Regions from separate parts of the Danio rerio genome. Here region 2 is linked to region 1. The links are chromatin contacts, called in public HiCAR-type maps. All regions are on one chromosome and are shown on one strand. Each heading gives the region's core, a stretch centred on a gene start, on an enhancer-like site or on the middle of the called end of the contact. The rest is flanking DNA. Distances are from core to core; before and after follow the strand shown.

The links. HiCAR-type assays count read pairs that join an accessible place to other places.
Region 2: a contact with region 1 is called in a HiCAR-type map of caudal fin, with 15 times the contacts expected there. The contact joins the promoter of xxylt1 here to the promoter of lsg1 in region 1. A contact is called at or near these places in 7 of 18 Hi-C or Micro-C datasets (caudal fin, embryo, fibroblasts and 3 more) and 3 of 4 datasets of contacts at active chromatin or transcription factors (caudal fin, embryo and pancreas).

Annotation. Positions count from the first base shown.
Region 1 is chr11:36,537,966-36,541,821 of GRCz12tu, forward strand. It overlaps lsg1 (large 60S subunit nuclear export GTPase 1), which reads right to left and starts at 1,900. Exons shown (of 14, transcript NM_212642.1): 1 at 1,713-1,900; 2 at 477-603. The coding sequence starts at 1,814.
Region 2 is chr11:36,787,262-36,790,992 of GRCz12tu, forward strand. It overlaps xxylt1 (xyloside xylosyltransferase 1), which reads right to left and starts at 2,184. Exons shown (of 8, transcript XR_012387266.1): 1 at 1,982-2,184.

The sequences.
Region 1 (3,856 bases), core at 650-3,149:
ATAAATAAATGCTAACCCATATGGTCAATTTTCAATTAATTTTAATTACTCAGTACTTAAATCACCACAGCTTAAATTAAACCATATTTCTTTATTATTTTTAATAAACCACTTTCTTTTTTTTTTTTTTTGCGATTTTTTTGTGTCAATAGACACACACACACACACACACACACACACACACACATTACTAAGATCTGTTGGGGGGGGACCCCTAAAAATGTAATATATTGTTTATTATATTTTATGGAGATGCAATCGATCTAACATTATAAATTCTTTCCAAATAGAGATATGAAGTCATCTGGTGGGATTGTATTGATATCTCTATATATCTCAAAATAAAAAAAAATACTGCAATGTTAGAATTTTTCAATATTGTGCAGCCCTAATTTAAACACATTAATGTATATTTTAATAAATTCATTTAAATATAATATATTGAGTTAATAGATTTGAAACAAATCAACACCTACCTGCAACAAATTCAGTTCCAGCAAGTTCGGCTGTGGCCAGAAAGTCGTCCAGGGAGCTCTGCTCAGTGACAGACTGCAGGTTGAGCCGACCCCAATCATATCCATCATTCAGCTCGCTGGTGTGAAGCTAAACACACGACACAATTAATATACAGTTGAAATCAGAATTATTAGCCCCCCTGTTGATTTTTTCCCCCAATTTCTGTTAACCGGAGAGAAGATTTTTTTTAAATATATATTTTGAAACATAATAGTTTTAATAACTCATTTCTAGAAACTGATTTATTTTATCTTTGCCATGATGACAGTAAATAATACAGCTTAAAGTGACATTAAAAAGCTTAACTAGGTTAATTGGGTTATTTGGCAGGTTATGGTAATTAGTCAAGTTATTGTATAACAGTGATTTGTTCTGTAGATCGAAAAAAAAATAGAGCTTAAAGGGGCTTAATATTTTTTCCTTAAAATGGTGTTTAAGAAAATAAAAACTGTTTTTATTGTAGCCAAAATAAAACAAATAATACTTTCTCCAGAAGAAAAAATATTATCATACATACTGTGAAAATGTCCTTGCTCTGTTAACATCACTTGGGAAATATTTTAAAAAGAAAAAAATTCTAGGGGGACTAATATTTCTGACTTCAACTGTACATCGTATTGTTTATTATATTAGACATCATGTGTTGAAAAAAAATCTTCTGGCGTGCAAGAACTCCAATATACGGTCTGAAGAAGAATATTATATTTTATAAAATATAACTAATCTTATTATAAGATAAAATCTTGTAGCCCATATGCACTTGTCATCATTTACTTGTTTTAAACCTTTATAAGTTTCCTACCTTCTGTTGAATACAAAACAAGATAAACTGAATAAAGTTGAAAGCCTGTAATCATTGACATCCATCCATAGCATGAAAAAAAACTGTATAACGTTAGAAGTCAGTGGTTACAGGTTTCCAGCTTTCTTCACAATATCTTCTTTTATTCTCACTATTTACTCACTTGAGGGTGGCTAAACAGTGAGAACATTTCATTTTAGGGCTGAACTATCCCTTAACACGCATAACTCTACTGCACTTTACATTATACGTATCGTACTCTTTTGTTATTACAATATAGAACAATCCACATTGCATTATAAATTAGGTATATTAAAAACAACACTCTAAACTAATGCTAATGCTGAAAGCCTAATTAAAACGATTTTCACATCAGACTGTCAGTGTTTCTCACCCATGTGTCGTTTCTCCTGTATCCGCGGCCTGCGTTCAGTCTCTCCTTTATTAAAGCTCTCCCCAACCCTGAACCCTCTCCACGAGTCTTCTTCTTCCCCATTTTAAACTTCTTTACACGGTTAAACGGCGATATAAACGCGTGACAGTGAGTTGTTCGTGGACATTCGAGTGGATAAACCTTCACGCGTGTGATATGTTTGTTATGGCAGAGGAAGGAAGTGACACGGAATGATCTACGAGAGGGACCACTCCTTCGCGAATGTTTAGAAGAGATGACAATTGTTGATTGTGTTCTTTATGTTCATGTCGTTTTAGTACAGTGAATATTTATTTAAATAATAGTAGAATAGACTGAGAATTGGGCGAAAATTGAAATCTTGGCCAGACTTTTGTTTTGTTCGGTGGTGTCGCGTTCAAATAGGACCGGTCAAAAACCAACTGCGTGGTTACGGATTTGCAGCCAAATACTGTTCTCTTGCAATGTTAGCATGATACCAGTAGATGTCAATACATAATAAGTTTCAGATCCACCCAAACTGTCCAGTTACATACAAGTTTTTTTTCAAAGAATTATACAATGTAGGCCTTACATGCATAAACAAGCATGAAGTAATAAAATTACAACAATAAGCAGACACAAATATAGGAAAAAAGCAACATATGATAACGACAATTGTATTTGACGTTAAAAAAATAAGTGAATAAATAAAATAAATAAAGTATAAAAGTTCATACAATATAAACCTTCAAAGGGTTGTGAAGGGGCTATAGGGTGTGAAATTCGCTGAAAAAAGTAGCTACTTTACTAGCTTTATTATTTGACAAAGTACTAAGTGATGTCTGATTGTCCTTAGTGTATGTAAATGCAGGAGTGTATGGGTGTTTCCCAGTGTTGGGTTGTGGCAGGAAGGTCATCCTCTGCGTAAAACATTTGCTGGATAAGTTGGCGGTTCATTCCGTTGTGGTGACCCCAGATTAATAAAGGGACTAAGCCGAAGAGAAAATAAATGAATGAATTTTGCAAAGCATATAAGGCTATTAACCAGGTAATGATGTGTACAATTTTCTTTAGTTACACTGAATCTAACTTTTTTAATGCAAAAAGGGTTTACATGAATATTGACATGAGAGATTCTGACATGTTTATGAGCCCAAAATAACTTTGAGTATATGCAGTTGTAGAAAATATGCTCAGTGGTTTTCTTCAGATTTATACATATCTCTGTATGTTAGGAAAGAGGCAACACCACCACCAACACCAAATTTAATAATAACACATTCATAATCATAACAATAACAACAATTATTATTATTGCTGTACATGCTGTAGAAATAATTATATTACAATATAGTAAATAGTATTGTACAATTGCTATCAGAAATAACAGAATTAAATCTTTGATTTATTAACAGATGATGTTTAACAGAGCAAGGACATTTTCACAGTATGTCTGATAATATTTTTTCTTCTGGAGAAAGTCTTATTTGTTTTATTTTGGCTTTAAAATAAACCAGTTTTTAATTTTTTAAACACAATTTTAAGGTCAAAATGATTAGCCCCTATAAGGTATATTTTTCCGATAGTCTACAGAACAAATCATCATTATACAATAACTTGCCTAACCACTCTAACCTGCTTAGTTAACCTAATTAACCTAGTTAAGCCTTTAAATGTCACTTTAAGCTGTATAGAAGTGTCTTGAAAAATATCTAGTCAAATATTATTTACTGTCATCATGGCAAAGATAAAATAAATCAGTTATTTAAAATGAGTTATTAAAACTATTATGTTTAAAAATGTGTTTAAAAAATCTCCTCGTTAAACAGAAATTGGGGGAAAAATAAACAGGGGGGTAATAATTCTGATTGAAACTGTATATATTGTTTTTATTGTTAAATGTGTATTTTCTAAAACATGCTGTTGTAATAAGGCTAATTCGAATAAGGCTAATTCGAGCCTCTGCTGGGTCAGTTTGCATTTCTGTGTGGAGTTTGCATGTTCTCCCTGCGTTCGTGTGGGTTTCCTCTGGGTGCTCCGGTTTCCCCCACAGTCCAAAGACATGTGGTACAGGTGATTTGGGTTAGCTAAATTGTCCTTAGTGTATGAATGTGTGTGTGAATGAGTGTGTGTGTGGACGTTTC
Region 2 (3,731 bases), core at 934-3,433, 250 kb after region 1:
GCAATTGATAAACTTCCACTTTATAGTGGTTTAATTTAAATGACCTCAGTTGACTATTGTACCTGGTCAACTACAATCCTGACCCTACAATGCATGTCCTGCGATGTGACTATTGCGGGTTCACACATTGCAATATCGATGCTAAAACAATAAATTGTGCAGCCATGATATAAACATATATTTATCACTTAATCATCATCATTGGATTCTTTCATGTATTAATATTGTGTATCTGGAAATGTCCACTGCTCGCATCCATAGTGCAAGAGAGGACACCATCAGACTTTGTTCTACTTTACTAATTTGAATTAATGAGACTTTAAAAAGCAGAAACTTCTGGTTCCAGGCCCCATATATATTACTTTTTCTTTAATTATATAATCTTTTAATTTATTTTTTTCCTTCTTTATTAATTGTATCTATTTTGTTCTTTTTATAGTAATTCAAGGTTCCCTGTTTGGGCTTCTAATAACTTTTCTTCATTGTCGTTGACAATGAATATCTATCTAATATATGAATATATATCGGTTTTGAATATATATTTTTATTTGTCTATTACCATTCCTCGATTTATTTATTTTTAACTGGCTTAATTTTACCCTTACTTAACCCTAAATAAAGATTTGGTTTATTGCCTTTTTTGGTTTGGAAATTTGTTTTATGACTATGTATTTATGTGTGTATGTGTATATATTTTAATTAATTTTATTTTATTATTTTTTACTTGTTTTAGTATGTCCTCGTCATTACTCTTCAGTTTTTCCTTCTTATTGACTCTACTGTTGTTATTGCTGGCACTATTATTAATGCTAATATGTAACAGCATGTATATCTGTACCCTTTGCTATATGCTGATTGTTTTTCTGTGTTCGAAAAATACAAAATAAAATAAAAATTTGATGAAAAAAAAACACATACATACATACATACATATACATATATATATATATATATATATATATATATATATATATATATATATATATATATATATGTGTGTGTGTGTGTGTGTGTGTGTGTGTGTATAAATGAAGCATTTCCCTCATAAATGCAAAACTGTCAAATAAAATAATCAATCATTTTTGTTTAGAGCCTACTCTTATCCTTTTGATTATCATTATTTCTTTTGGGTTGTGCAGTTTAATTCACAGAACTTCTACAAAGTATGCTGTATGCTATAAACTCGCAGACTTTTCTTGTCACATCGCATGTTTATTTTACACATTTAAAATACAAAAAAAGCTTACAGATGGATATTATTCTGCTCGTATAACTCTGGGGTTAGTTGTTTTTGGAAAATAGACACAGACGTTTCGATATAATGTTAACGTATACTTTCAATGTCAATTTATGTGTTGAGTTTTTACAGCAAATGTCACATCCATAACGCTGCAATTGCTCATAATTATTTTTAATTTCTTTTTTGGGGGGAACATTGGTTAATTTAGTTCTTTGGTTTAAAATATTGTTCAAAATATCACTGTTTAAATGTAGAAAAACATGGTATAAAACGAGATGACCTCTCAAACACTCTTAATTAACTTACAACTTAAGTTAATATATTTTCTGTATCACAGAAAAAACATATATACAGGTTTTTTGGTAAGGAAACAATATTAGATTCTGGTTTGTTCCTGCCATACTTCATTTTAATGGAATCAGACATTTTTAAATAGCACACATGTTGTAAGGCCTATTAAAGCACGTCTTTATTATTTTTAACCATATGGGAAAATGTCAAAAATGCTCTGTGAAACAGCATTGAAAGAAACATATTAAGAGAAAATTATGACAGAATGTTCATTTTTGGATAACCTATAGCTCTAAATATCATTTAGGCCAAATGACAGTTTCAAACAATACATGTGAAACGTGTCAGCTTTAATACAGCAAACAGCAGATGTTCAAAGTAACGTTGTGCACTTCCATACATGTTTATATGCAGCCGCTTTGCATGTAGCGTGAAGCAACAGTCTCTTACCGCCGTCACATGACGCCTTCAGCGGCGCGCGATACACACAGAAATCATGACAAGAGGAGCTGCTGCTGCTGGAAGACAACTGGAGCGGTGGGTTATTAAAGACTCTATGGAAAAATGTACATTTGCAAAAGCAAAATAATAATGCAGACACGAGACATCTGAACACTTGCGCGTCTTACATCACCGGAAGTTGAACAGTTCATAATAAAAGACCCGGTATCAAACATTTAAGACAAATTATTATCCAATCTTGTTTCTCTTATCAAGTATTAAGAAATATGTTATTTCATTCAGTGGATAAAAACACTGTTAAATATTTTAGAACAACATATCTTAAATTTCCAATTCTCCCCAAGGTAAAAGAAGTACAATTTAAAATATTTAATGATATAACTTATACCCTTCTAATAGATTCTTACATCTAAAATTTTACTTAGAAAACTCACCATGCCGTTTATGTAAACACTTTAGTGAAGACACTGAACACATATTTTTCTCTTGCAGCGCTGTTCGATCATTTTGGAAAAAAGTACAAGACTGGTTGATAATAAAAAATGTGGATGCTGAAGGTTTGACTTTTACATTATAAGATGTACTGTATGGAATTACTAAAGATTGCTCTACTTTGCACGATTTGATAAATATGATAATTGTGTTAGCCAAATATTTTATTCATAAATGTAGATATTTCAAAACACCTCCATTACTTATTGTATTTATAAAAGAACTTAAAATATTTTCAGATGCCCTGGTTAAAATGAAAACAAAAATTGCCTTAAAAATGTTCAATTTATTTGTATTATATAACTTGCCATAGATGATATATATGTTGTACTTATTTTTTATTTATTTATTTAATTTTTGCGTTTTCCTTTCACTCTTGGATTTATTTTAACTTGAATGTTTTTTGTATATTACATTTGTATCTTTGTATATTATTTTGTGTTGAGCCTTCCATATATGACACACAAGTTGTAAAGTTGAATCCCATTTTGTTGTATTTGGATTTTGTATTTTCAATAAAAAAAAAAATAATAAAAATAAAAAATAAAAGACCCGGTATCACATGAAGAAAGAAACGCAGCGTCGATATACGTTAACACCTGTGTTTTACAGTCTATGATTAACACACATAAATAAATAAATAAATAAATAAATAACGTATTTGTTACGTATATTCTATTTATAAAAGTAATTTTTGTTTTGTGCTGCCTAAAATGCGAATTGTTTTATTAATCAATGTATAAGAAGCTAATTTACTATCCTTACTATCCTAATACACTTGTGTATGACCACATAACTTACTCATATTGGTGATTACTGTTCAAAATAAGTATGTTGTTTCATGTTTACATAATTGCATTATACATTCATTAAATTTTCTTTTCGGCTTATATTAATTTGGGGTCGCCACTGCAGAATGAACCGCCAACTTATCCAGCATATGTTTTACATAGCAGATGCCCTTCCAGCTGCAACCCATCTCTGGGAAACATCCATACACCACAGACAATTCATCCTACCCAATTCACCTGTATCGCATGTCTTTCTTTGGACTGTGGGGGAAGCCGGGGCACACGGAGGAAACCCACGCGAACGCAGGGAGAACATGCAAACTCCACACGACCCTCTTGCTGTGGGGCGACAGCACTACCTACTGCGCCACTGCGTCGCCCCATACATTTTTTATAATAATGAATTAATTTTTTTTAAAGTTTTTAATTTGTCAACTCTCATTATTTCCTAAATA